Regions from separate parts of the Mus musculus genome. Here region 2 is linked to region 1. A link is a contact called in public HiChIP or PLAC-seq data. All regions are on one chromosome and are shown on one strand. The core of a region is the stretch at or near the end of the contact, and the rest is flanking DNA. Distances in the headings are between cores, read along the strand shown.

Evidence for each region. HiChIP or PLAC-seq counts read pairs in DNA pulled down with a chosen protein or histone mark.
Region 2: a contact with region 1 is called in an H3K4me3 HiChIP or PLAC-seq map of embryonic forebrain, with 3 times the contacts expected there. The contact joins two enhancer-like sites. A contact is called at or near these places in 2 of 484 Hi-C or Micro-C datasets (the N1E-115 cell line and liver), 7 of 115 datasets of contacts at active chromatin or transcription factors (embryonic basal ganglia, embryonic forebrain, embryonic midbrain and 2 more) and 1 of 9 other capture datasets (embryonic stem cells).

The regions. Positions count from the first base shown.
Region 1 is chr8:48,221,241-48,227,908 of GRCm38.p6, forward strand. It overlaps Tenm3 (teneurin transmembrane protein 3), which reads right to left. Exons shown (of 27, transcript NM_001145937.1): 27 at 4,425-6,668. Gm32923 (a long non-coding RNA gene) reads left to right here. Exons shown (of 3, transcript XR_870430.3): 1 at 1-1,739; 2 at 3,119-3,201; 3 at 3,361-4,099. Among named protein-coding and RNA genes, the nearest start is that of Gm32923, 4.5 kb to the left of the region's middle. Within about 2 kb of position 3,726, at least 3 of the 459 cell types and tissues checked have an H3K27ac peak or open chromatin away from gene starts, as enhancers often do. A contact at or near this core is called in embryonic forebrain, where this site is marked.
Region 2 is chr8:48,455,743-48,462,410 of GRCm38.p6, forward strand. The region is part of intron 2 of Tenm3 (teneurin transmembrane protein 3); the gene reads right to left. Among named protein-coding and RNA genes, the nearest start is that of Gm51531, 150 kb to the left of the region's middle. Within about 2 kb of position 2,844, at least 63 of the 459 cell types and tissues checked have an H3K27ac peak or open chromatin away from gene starts, as enhancers often do. A contact at or near this core is called in embryonic forebrain, where this site is marked.

The DNA of each region.
Region 1 (6,668 bases), core at 2,476-4,975:
GTCACAGAAGGAAGAGGTGGCATGTGGGGGACCCCCTTGTACTTTGGCAGAGGCCAGGTGAGGGAAGCCAGCTCTTGCTTTAGCACCAGGGAAAAGCAAAGACTGAAGACCAGGACTGATAGGCCTTCTAATCCAGCTGCAGAACCTGGCTCTCCGTGCTCTGGGTGTGTGTATGTGTGCCGCTGGGGGTGTCCTCTCCCTGGGACTCCAGCTCCCAGGAGCACCCGAGGGAGCCTTCCCGGAGAACGGTGAAGATAGGAACTTGGACATACTTGGCTCATGTAGAAGAGTGTTGTTCCCTCCCCTCCTCCTCCCACGGACAGCCTGCCTGTCTGGCCTGGCGGTTCTGTCACGGAAGGGCAAGATGCTCGTTCAGTCCGGACATCTAGCGGTCCACTTTTATCTTCTCATGAGGTGTAGGGTTCTGATCTCATCTTGTCTGCCATGATATTTTGACTTCCTATGTGATCTCTAGCCCCCCTTTTTTTAATCTCAGAGAGAAAGTGGGGAAATGGGTCTACTTATTTGGGTCCCCAAAGGAGCCTCCAGAAATGTCACTAGATTCTACCTAGCCAGGGACGGTTTCTTAAGGTAGGTACATGCTGTCACTTAAAATCAGCATGTACTGGCTTCTCTGTGTGACAACCCAGGAAAGAAAGGTTGAAAGTCCATTTTTTTTTTTTTTCTCACCCTGGCAAATGAGGCCAAGCTGTGGAAGGGAGGGGCTGGGGGCAGGAAGGATTTTTTTTTTTTCAGGCTGCCTGTCATTCTCGCACTTTCTGTGAGAGCCTAGCTTGGGCAGAAATAAAAATGCCACTCTGAATTTAAATAATCTGTCCTTCTGGGAAAGTCTTCGCGGCGACAGGGCTGTTAACATGGAAAGTAAAAAGTAAACAATGTATTTCAGCAATCAGTGTTCTGAGTGGGCTGCGGGACTCAGACAGCCTGCGGACAACTCCTGGGAGGAAGGGCCCTCTTATGATCTGCCAGGCGAGAGGAACATGGATTGACAGAACTTCTGCAGGCGCATGCGGTCGGGAAAAATCTTATGGGAGTAAGGATTGCAAGGACCAAGCTTCAGTGAGGCGGTGCATGAAGCAGAAGGAATCGCTTTATGTGTGGAAGTCTACGGGCAGAACAGAATGGGACCAGAGAGGATCGTTTGAATTGGCCCATCCAGAGCCGGGTAGATGGAGATCTTAAGTCTCCCTTTGTTTTTGTGTTTTGTTTTGTTTCTGGTTCGGGACATTGCTGCCACTTTAGCGTAGACGTCGACAGCTAAGACGCCCATCGCTAGGGGGCGCAAGAGCCCTTCATGAAAGTGCCTCGCAGCCACCATGACCCAGACACAGGTCTCTGCTGAGGCTCACTCCTCAAGGGTGTCACCAGATGTTGAGACAGGATCTTACTCCTCCAAAAAGCCAGAGTCCTGAAAACTGAGGACAGACTTGTAGAAAGATTGTCACTCCCTTCCCTATTTCTTGTGAGCCGTGCTGCTCGGACCACTCAACGTCTCCCTCTATGTGCTTTGCAGAATTGCGTTTCAGCGATGGAGAATAATGCTTAAATCTCAAGCCTGACCTTGGAGATAATGTCACAGCTGAAGTGAGACTTTGAAACCTGCTTGCTCATAACCTTTTGTCAATAAGTTGGAGATGAAAGACTCTCCTTCCCTGTGATATCCTCAACTGTCAAAATCACCTGGCTTATCAATGGACCAGCATGGCTTTCCCCCTAAGGTGAAGAAAAGCAGACACAATGTTTTTTTTTTTTTAAATGGTTACAACCCAGGCAGCTCTTGCTGGGGTCATTTCAGAAAGAGAGAATTAAGGGAGAGAAAAGGGGAGGATGTAGAGGCAGGAGGACCTGGGAACGACTTTTAAGGAGTTAATTTCTGAACTTGGCACAATAGGCTTCCCGTCCGTTTATCTGGGAGGGAATGTTGGGATGAAGTGGATCTTCACCAAAACTGTTGCTAGTCACCTCGTGACAAGAACCTGAGGTGGAAGAGCTCAGAGTTCCGATGAGCAGGTCTCTTTTCAGCTCAGGTCACTTTCCCTCCCTGGGTGTTTACACTCCCCTCACCTTGACAGCGTTAAGTTTCGAGAAGCTTTCGGAATGCCTTTCCACTCAGAGGACCGGTTGTAAATCGCGTCCATTCTATGCAGCGAGAGCGATGCTGTCATATGGACATAGCCATTGCTGGTGGGATTCAGGAAATGTCTGCACATGTAAAAAGAATGTGATCTCCCTTCCTAATGCAGGTGGATGCCAGGGGCCACATACAAGTCATCCTATAGGCAGGAAGACTGCAACTGAGCCACTCTCTTGCCCTAGAACTAACAATTTATACTTCTAATTTTAATTTTCCTCTGCTTAGATCCCGGAAGGATTTATTAAATTTGCTTTGTTGAGCCCATTATCTCTAAACTGAATAATGATGTTACTTTTAAGCTCAGCACCAGTCTGTGGTAAATTCTCTATACACAAGGCTCTAGGACTCCTGTAGTGCTCTATGTCAGAATTTTAAGTTGGTTCATTAATGAAAAGGTTTGCTCGATCTACCTAAAAGTTATTAGTAATTAACTGACATCAAGAGACCATTGCTTGTAGAGGTGGTAACAGACGAGAAAAGTGGTAAGAGGATTTTTCATTCTGGGGGCTTGGATCAGAGGGCAGAACACTCTAGCAGCCTTGTCACTACCGTTTTGGAACTTGGGTTCACCCTGTGGTTAAGGTGAGTAGGGATATATAAACAATGTGTCACCTTTCTCCATGACCTTGGTAGGATGACAAAGTCAAAGGAGAGGCTTATGGAAAAATCTCTAATCCCTCCTTTGGATATGATGGGCACTCATTAGCATTGCATGGATGACTTCTTTCCATAGACGAGGGAGCCAAGAAGCTAGAAATATTGGCAGATAGACAGGGACATAAAGCCCATGTCTTGTGACTTATGCAAACACAGCAGGTAGTACCACCAGAGCCGTCTGGGGTGAAGCTATCGCGGCAGGAAAGCTAACTCCCTGATAGAGAGTCTTTGCTCATTTTGGCTTGAACCCCATCCATACTTGGATAACTTGCTCAAATTTCTCTACGTTCTTTCTCCCTCACCTAGAATTTACTGCGCGCTGCGGACTGGAGCTGCAGGCGGAGCTCACTTGTCTTCAGGACAGTGTGATGGCGTTACCTGTGGAAGGGGTATGACCCTGCCAGGCTGCCCTTCAAGGCTCTCGAGGGGGAGGTCCTGCCTCGCTCTGCAGGAGCCTGGATAGCATCCGTGTCACCTGGGTTGGGTGGTGGCATTTCATGGGTGGGCTGTGTCCTGTAAGAGCACTGCTCAGGGGCTGTTTGTTACAGACCGAGCATGTCATGAATCGGCGCCTTCAGGCTTCCTCTTCTGGACTCCCTGTATTCCAAAGAGCACCTTACACAGATAGCTGATTGGCTGTCTACCTGGTAAGAGAAATGGCTGCTTCTGGGATCAGCAGAGACAAAAGAAAAGGCCGTGAACAGGGAGAGGAGTGGGCATGGTTAGGGCTTTGAAGGCAGGCTAATCTCTCTAGGTTTCCTTTAAGTGCTTGTGGGGGCGAGTCACGTGACTAGTAGGCACCTTGCAGTGAATGTAAATACCGATGCACTTTTCATTTCACCGTGGGAGCGAGTGGCATGTTTGGTACCCAGTTCATTATCTAAAGTTCACGTCCACTATTGTTCTCCGAGCTTGCTCGGGACAAGGAAAGCGCTGTAAAGGGAAAGGGTTGGGCTAAGCTCTGCTTTACTGAGTGCCTGGGAGCACACTGAACTCTGATCTGAGAAGAAACCAGTCTCTTTGCCAAGCGGGATGACCTGACTCCAGTAGCATCCACGCTGCCATATCAAGTTGAGGTTGTCACTGTAAAAGCAAGCATGGGGAAGTCTGCCTTTTCATACCAAAATCAAAGCCCTGGTCTGTCAGCCTGGAATTGCTGAACAAAGCAAACCCTAATCAGTAGGTCTATATGTAGATTTAGACATCTCCAGGAGGCTGAGAACCTATCGGGCCCAAACTGATTATTCTAATCAAGTGTTTTAATTAAGCACACTCAATGCCAACATCACAGGAATGAGACCCGATTTCCAGGAGTAATGGGTGATTTTTTTTTTTTTTTCAATTCTTCCTTTACAGTTAGGGTTTGGCTTTGTGGAGGGGGAGTTAACATTTTTCTAAAGTAGGCCAGGGTAGAGACCTCTGTGAAGTGTGCTCCTCCGAGCTGTCATTTTGAAACTAAATACAAAAACAAAACAAGGATCCAAACTCAGTAGGAATGAGAGCTATCATGGGTTTGGGTGTAGATGAATTACAGCCCCAGATCCGCCTCCTTCTGTATCCACGTGAAACACAAAAGCAATTCTGGCTAGTCAAGACTTGAAAGAAACATATAAACGCACACACATTGGGTTGGCTTTTATTGGAATGCCTAGATGCAATCTATAGTCATCAAGTTATGGAAAATTCAGGTCACATATAAAGTTAAGAAGGCAAACGAAAAGAACAATACAAATCAGACAAAAATTTACATCTCAAAATATCATGAAAGCATTTTGACTGGCTTTGCCTAAAATACTTTGAATATCAATTTCTTTTGTTTTTGTTTTTTGTTGTTGTCATTGTTGTAAGCTAATTTTTTTTTGTCATTATACAGGTCCCCCAACCTCCCCCCAAACTCTTAGAAAAAGATCTCTTGTTTACATATTCCCCAAGGTCACTATTTCTTGTAAAAGCACGTCCAGACCACAAGCCTTTTTAGAAAGAAATAGGCTCATTATATCTACTAACAAGATACTAATTGGGTTGATTTGACTTCTAAAATAAGCACCAGGAGACTCTCCAGATCTGTCATTTATTGGTGCCCCTGTAAAGACCAGTCCACGTTGAGAAGGGGTTAAGAGTGTAATTTCACTTCTGTCATGTGGTACACGCTATTCATGGTCAATACATCACAGACATTTCTGAGAATTTAGACTCGGAGCCTATTTCACCCCAAAGTACTTACAGCATGCTAAATACAGTCCTGCAGAAGTCCCATTCAACAGAACTGCGAACACCTAAGTTAACAGTTAAAAAATAAAATGTCCAACAGAACCATGTTTACGTGGTTTGAAATCTCATAGTTTTCTAAATTTGGGCTGCCCAGTACTTGCCAAAGGATTTCCAGGATAAAAAATATTAATGCTAATCTGTGCTTTCATTCTAATAAAATATCAGCATTCATTAGAAGATTAGTTACTTCGGTATAACCTACCACATACACAGCAACAGGAATAGCACTGAGACTGTAAATTCAGTACTATTTCAAAACTTTCCCAGCCAATCTGTTTAATAAACACGCCTACTGTGCAATTTAGAGTATGTGATACATACAAAGCAGTTAGAAAATTATTTTCAATACATCACTTGAACCTTTATATTTACGACATGTTCACTTGCTATATTTGTCACCATTATACAGAGAGGAAAACAGTGTGTACTATAGCTCAATGAACTGAGAAATCTTTTCTAAAAATACTTTTGTGGCTGAATTCAGTGTTCACGAAAGATTCTTCAGAGTGGCCGGGTTGGCACAGAAGTGCACACAGTGGAACCCCAAGCTTTCAGTGGGGGGCGGGCACTGATGTCAGTTTCCTTCCTACTCCACCCAGTACCCCAGGCTACCCCTGGCCAGCACAGGCTGCCACTCAAACCATGCTCTATGATGGTTGGGCCATGTAGGCTTACAGGAGCTTAACTTCCGGTTTTGATCCCACCTGCTAACGCTGACGTAAGGGTCCAACTCCAAGCCTCACAGAGAGTGACCTTGACTGGTTGGTCCCCTCGCCTGGCTCACTACTGCTCGGTTATTGCTATCTCTCCTAGACATTAAGATACATGTTCATGGTTACCATGACATCAAGTCCTTCCCTCCCCACAGAAGTTCCCGAGCATCAGATTGTGGTCTCTTTCCTCCATCACAAAGTGGAGCATCGAGGGACAACAATATAGTATGAAAAGTTCTGGAAGTCGGCTTGACTTTTAGGGCCTAGAGAGGGTCAGAGAGCCTCTTCTCTTGGGTTCTTTTCTCTTTGTCTCCCCTCCCCCACACCCTCCATAACATCTCGCCAGCCTTGGATGTCAACTGGGCCTCTTGGTTGGTAATGGTTGAGGCCAGTGGCTTGGTAAGAAAGAGAAGGACGAAAAGAAGTTCTCTGATTAGCCACCCGCTGAGGACTGCACAGGTCCTATCTATCTAAGTGATAGAAAGTAGCGCATTGTTTTATTTTTTTCAACCTAATACAAAAATATTAACACTTCTGGACATGATAGGCATAAGTTGTTATACCTCTACAATATAATAAGTTATACTGTACAGTTATAACAGATAACAAAAGGTGCAATCCTTTTTAAAAAAATCACACAGTTCACATGTTTTTATCATTTTATTTTTAAGTATAAACTTTTTAAACACTTTACATAAATTAACTCCTCTGAGACTAATATTTGATGTACAGTAAATTGTAATTCATATAAAAATCCATAAACAACTTGTCTCACATAATTTACAAAAAAATCAGGGTTTCCTTTGCTTATCAGTGACAAGGATTCTATTCGTCAGTTTTTCCCTCCCAGGGCAAGCCATGTTAGTAAAATC
Region 2 (6,668 bases), core at 1,594-4,093, 230 kb after region 1:
ACTTTTCCTCCAGTAAAACCATCAATTTTACCCTCTTTAGAATTATAATGTCTCAAATAAGGAAACATTAGCCTTTACGGCTTCTCTGGAAGAGGCATAAAAGCTGATTTATATCTATCTAATGACAAGTCAGAGGAAGGGGTTGGAGAGCCAGTGCTTAAAAAAAAAAAAAAAAGAAAAAGAAAAGAAAAGAAAGGCACAGAATTGCTGTTTACAGCAGAAGAAATAGTTTAATGTGGGTCATTTTGTGCTGTATGCTAATAAGATTAAAATGGTGGTCACTTGTTTTCCACTACAAGGATGAGATTAAAACTAACCATCTTTGCTGAGAAAAGGCCACGGGGACTGTTTTTGCATTTGCGCCCCCAAGACGATTCCCCTTACTCAATTGATGTACAGTATCTTTTTAAGAAACAACATCTTTCAGCCTTGCCATTTTTATCACCTTCATCTAGAGTGCCTGCTGGCAGATGAGCAGCATGTCAGAAACGGGTGAGGAACACGAAGATATACAAGTGTGAATTTCACGAAGCCTGATGCTCCTACCATGCCATGTATTTTTGGCCACTAAAACACTCTAAGTACTTAGCTTCCACACTGCATGGAGCGCATCTCATCCCCAGTAGCAATTACAGCCCGAGTCCAGCTGTAAACCCCTGAAGGAGATGCTGTGCAGACTCAAAGAACCAGAAGCACAATTCATTAGGGGCGCTTCGCCTGTTTTCTGAAGTGGTTTTGCTACGGGCATGTACTGACAGGCCTGGGTCAGCCCCAGTCTCCTCTCCTCTGCACTCCATCGAGGGCAAACTCCCTCCCGGAAAAGTAACCCAGAAACTCAAGATTACCTCGGATGTCATTTAAGCCCTCTGTAATACATGAAAGGGAAAAAATCAGATCGGAGCCGAGCGGATGAAAGGCTGACAAGTCACCAGGCAAAGCGCTCTGAGACTCCAGTGCTCTGTTCTCATGCTCCAAAGAAGAAACTGAGACAATCAGACGAGGCCTGAAGTGAATGAGGAGTGCTGCGCAACAATGGGCAGATCAGGAATCTTACCAGCCTCGCACGTAAGGAAGTGTATATGTATGGATGGTGTAGGTATAGAGGCGAAAGCATTTGCAACGCAGGTAAACGCCTCTCAGGATCTCAGCCTAGGGAAGGGACCACCAGGTCAGTTAGGGATCCCGATTTTCAACCCATGATGCAGTGCAGTGGTTGGAAGTGGGTGGGGAGAGTGGAGGTGGGCGCAGCCACTGGAAGAGAAGAGTGTCTGCACCTGCATGCCCCAGGGTGCTGATTACAATCTGTGGGGTGCAGGGACAGAGGGAGCTCCTGTCACTGAGGGCTCCAGTGGCTTTTCTTTGAGCATCGATGGATAGAGACATGTGATGATTAGGCTGAGCAGGGGCCCAGATCATCAATGAGGAAGGCTATTAACACAGATTAACAAGGTCCCCTTTAGGTTTCTTTGTAAACGATGGCTCATCTGTTACCTTAAATAAGACACTAGTCACTCACTCCATTAAAAAAAAATGTTTGGAAATATTAAAAGCTGAAAGCTAGCTCCTTCAACAAATTGTGGAAGAGAAGCAATTGCAAAAAGTCAAATGCATTATACTTTAGTTTGGGTGTTCAGTTTACAAAAATTAAGTGGTTTGAGCTGGCATATGAACAATAAATAAAATTCCAGTTATAACTGCCTTAATCTTCATGTGGGTTTGATAATATCTCCCTGTGTTTTTCCCAGTCTGATCTGATATAAGGAATATCTTCATCCAATATTTTACATGATGCTAGAAATTCAGGTTAAACAAACAAACAAACAAACAAAACACCACAGCGGCTAGGACAAGGCACATTAAGACAGAGAATGTCTGGCAGCCATGTTGGGAAACTCACTCTGAGGACATGTTACATGGATTGTGAAGAAAGCATGATGCTTAGAATAAATGGATCTGGAGTACTGGTTCAGTGACTTCCACTTTCACACTAGCCAGGTCTTTCTTTGCCTTGTCCTAGGAACTCAGAGGAGATACAAGAACGCAACATGTATGCCCAGTTGGGTCAGGATGCTTAAAGTGAGAGCTACTTGTCTTGATTTTCTTTTCTATCTCTTCCCCATAGCACAGGGTGGTTGGGGATCTAACTCAGTTGACAGCGTGATAGCCTAGCATGCTATAAGCTCTGGGTAAAATCCCCAGGACCACATAACCAGCCAGAAACAGCAATACACACCCGTGAACCAGCATGCTGGCGGTAAAAGGAGAAACAACAGAAATTTAAAGTCATTTCCCACAAAACTCATCTGCACAAGGGTTGATCTTAGAGGTCACTGTTACTTCAAGGTTAGGTTAAAGTACAATGTTCTGATTTTCTGAGCTAATCCAATAAAGAAGACTACCATAAGCATGCTTGAAAAAAATATTTGTAAGGGGGGGCAATTATCTTTAGTAGGTAAAAAAAATTTACAATTAAAGTTACGATTCTGTAAATATAAAAGGGTTCTTGGTGATTCTTTAAAAATGGAACAATTTTACTTTATAAATAGGCCCGTTTGTGTTTATGAATTCTAAGGACCAAATGATGCCACTAATTACTTTGTTGTATTCAATTTTTGGACCAGTTTGCTGAGTTGGGTTTGTAATGCAATAAACTATGCCTGAATGGTCTGTTTACGCCACAGCAAGCTACAAGGGAAACACTCTCTCCTTAAAGGACTTGTCTCTTTGAAATGCACAAAATGGCAAAAAGCCAAGGGCAGCTGGTGCTTAAGCAACCAAGACTGAGCAGTGCCTGCGTGCATTTCACTCTCAGCCAACCGAAGTAAATGTTATTGGAGCCTTTGTGCTGTAAAATGCAGCTTTCATGCCCACTGCATCTGACAATGGGATTCCTTGGATGGCAAGGAGGGAGAGAGGCTGCTGTTCCTCGCAGCCAGACTCTTACATTCCTTCAAAGGGGGCAGTGAAGTAGGGGAAGCCCAGGGGCTCTTAAGGCGAAGAGCAAGAGACTCAAGGCCCTGCATCTGGACAGAGAGATGCTAAACAGGGAGGAAAAATAAAGAAGTGTTTCTATTACATTCTGAATAAGCATAGGAAACTGGAAAGTTCAAATTCCTGCTTCTAAATCTCTCTCTCTCTCTCTCTCTCTCTCTCTCTCTCTCTCTCTCTCTCACACACACACACACACACACACACACACACACACTTTATATGTTATAAATATGCAGTAAAATTCTGAATTGGTAACTGAAAATTTCAATACTTACAAAATTATAAACTCACAATTTACAGTTTGTAAGTCAAGGTATTAAGTGGACTGTTGCACTTTGCAGGGTCTCAATTCAAGGTCTGTGGGCACATGTAGGTTGGCATCTTCATGCTTTTTCTGTGGAGTACTGGTTTCTCCTGACATGTTATTGCTCATGGAGTATAACGCGTTACTTCTGACTTCCGTCTGTCCCTGCCTAGGTAACTAGGCAGCATTTGTGACGAACCTGACTCCTCACATGGTCGCACAGCACACAGCGATGCATTATTGGTTACCATGTTACTCCAGGGCTCACTTATTGACTGCCTACCATCAACAGAACTATACTCCTACTTCTTCAGTTTGAAATATATTACAGCCCCAAATTGAGATAGATATTTTCTTTAAATATACCCAAATTAATTTTGGGGCAAGTGGGGGTAGGGTTGAGACATGGTTTCTCTGTGTGTCTCTAGCTGTCCTGGAACTTGCTCTGTAAAATTTCAGGCTGGCCTCAAACTCAGAGATCTGCCTGCCTCTGCTTCCTGAGTGTTGGAATTAAAGATATGCACCAGGATCCAGCGCCCAACTAATTATTTTAAAGCATCCACAACTACGACATTTTTCCAGAAGTCTACCAAGGCAATGTTTACTGCAGAAGTGCACTACCTTAAATTAGACGGAACTAGCTCAGCAGTTACCAGAGGGGCAAGGGTAAGACGGCATTTCTTGAGTTTTTTAAATTATTATTTTACTCTGTGCATGGGTATTTTGCCTGCATGTATGTCTGCACCGCATGTGTACGTGGTACCCAGGGTAGGGCATCAAGTCCCCTGGGACTGTCTTTACAGATGGTTCTCATGGGCTGTGTTGGTTCTCGGAATGGAATTGCATTCCATTGGTCCACTGCAATTGCAGTAAGTTCACATAACCACTGGACCATCCAACTCCTCCGCCCCACATTTCTGTTCTTTTAACTTTGATGGGTAAATTGTCAGTCGTTGGGACGCAGTTATATTTGTAGTTTATATAATAATAAAAGAGAACTTCACGGAACACTACAGAGTGATCTGGGATCAAGTTGCCCGGTTAGTCACAAGCTAACTCCATTAAGTGGATTATCATGTTAATTCGGACTTTCTGTTTACCATGCATCTCTCACAAGACCACTGCCATGAGCGAAGGAAGTCAGTAAGTTCACTGATCTGAAGACCTGAGAGAGTTCTGCCTTCGTTGCTTAGGGCATAAAAAACTAGGGAGACTGCCATAGTTCCACCCCCACCCGCCCTTTCCCTCAACCTTCCAAGGTGCTCACTGGTGTAAGTTTAGAACAGTGCAAAAACAAAACAAAACAAAACAAGGGATATAAATCACCCAAAAGAGAGGAAGAGTTTAGAAAGAAAAGGAGGGATGTGGAAACTCAAAATTAAGGCTGCAAAGAAGACAAATTAAACACCGTCCCCGCAAAGCACGAATAATATAAGGGAGTGCCAGAGTGCGCTTTGTTTCATAATTCTTTTGATTATTTTTTTTTCCTCTATGGTTTTCCGACTGAATTGCTTTTGAATTGCCACTTAATAATCTGGGGACCCTGGGCAAGTTACTTAACCTTTCCGGGCCATGTAGTCTTCATCTGTAAAACCCAGCTAATGACACCACACCCTCAGGGCTAGAAGAGGAAATGAAATACCATGTTTGTGTCAAAACACACACACTCGCACATGCATACAAGAGAGAAACAGAGACTCAGAGGCAGAGAGAGAGAGAGAAGAGAAAGAGGGACAGGCAAAAGTATGCTTGAGGTGCGACATACTGGCTTGCTCATGTCAGGCATGAAATAAATGTTAGTTTCATTCCCCACCTCTGATGATCCTACTATAACAGGTAAGGGAAGTCCCCTTAGCTAAACACACACACACACACACACACACACACACACACACACACACACACACACTTGTATATGTACATTTATGTATCCATTATTCACAACAGCAAGGCTTAGAGTTCTCAGATCCAGTTTTAAAAATAAACTCAGGAAGAGTGTAGAAGCATTAAGTTTGATCAACATACTGCGTTCAGATGGTTAAAACTAGAGTTAGCTGAGCTGATTTTCCTTTGTTTAAATCACAAACTACTGAGATTTATGAAGTTCCTTTATTTTATGGCTCCTTGTGGATTTTTTTTCCTACTGTGCATTTCAAAGTATTTCAAATGTTAACCAATGTACAGAGATCACGAAGAGCGCATGTGTTCCTTGCTTTAATGGCTTGGCAGAGCCACTGGGCAGCAAACTTTTCAATGCCCAGCTAACTTAAGAGTTTGAGGCAGCTTTGTCTTGGTTCCAGTGTTGCTTTCTGAACTTTCATCTCTCCCATTAGAACAGCAATTTTCAACAAGTGGGCTGTGACCCCTTTGGTGTGTGAGTGTGTGTGTGTGTGTGTGTGTGTGTGGTGGGGGGTGTCAAGTGACCCTTTCACAGGGTCGGCCTAAGATCAGAAATCACAGCTATTTACATTCCAATTCATAGAAGTAGCAAAATTACAGTTATGAAGTAGCAACAAAAATAGTTTTATGGTTGAGGGTCACCATAATGTGAGGAACTGTATGAAAGGGTCACAGTGTTAGCATGGTTGAGAACCTCGGCTCTAGAGAGTCGACCCCGCCCCTTCAGAGTCTCTCTGATCTCTCATCCTATCACTGTGCTAATGGTGGCACTATTGATACCATCAGGTTAAGAAATGCTACATCTGAGGCAGGTTAGCCATCTGGGAGACTATCCTTCTATAAGGAATTGCTAAAATTCACCCTTGGAAATTGTGAATGGTAGGAAATCTTTCCTAGAGGTGTACGTACTTAATGGCTAGTATAAAGGACACATTCTCTGAATGCTGAAAGGTCCCAGTGAAATGAAATGTCATGGTTCTTGTCTCTCTGATTAGTGAGACAGTGAACCGGAGGACGCCGTGGGAAGGTTTGAGGCCCCGGCCCACAACAAGAAGGTGGAACTCAGCAACTCCTTGAGAAATACAAGCTAGAAGGATGATGTAGTCAGATTGGTCCTGGTTCAAGCACACTGTAAAACTTGACTTTAGCAACTCAATGTTCAGAGGAAAACGGAAGATTTCATTTCCTCTTGTCTAAAGTTGACTCACTTAAAAGGAGCAAATGTGTGTTTCTCTGTAGTAGCGCAACAGCACAAACACATCTTTCACATTTTCATGAAGGGCTGAAAGCATATACAAAACAAGTAAGCAAATTAGAGATGAATGCACACACAGGAACACACAGACAGGCACATACAGATAGACAGACAGACAGACAGACACACACACACAGAAACACACCGAGGCACATAAAGAGAGAGAAAGAGACACACACACAAACATACACTGACACACACAGAGGCAAACACATACAG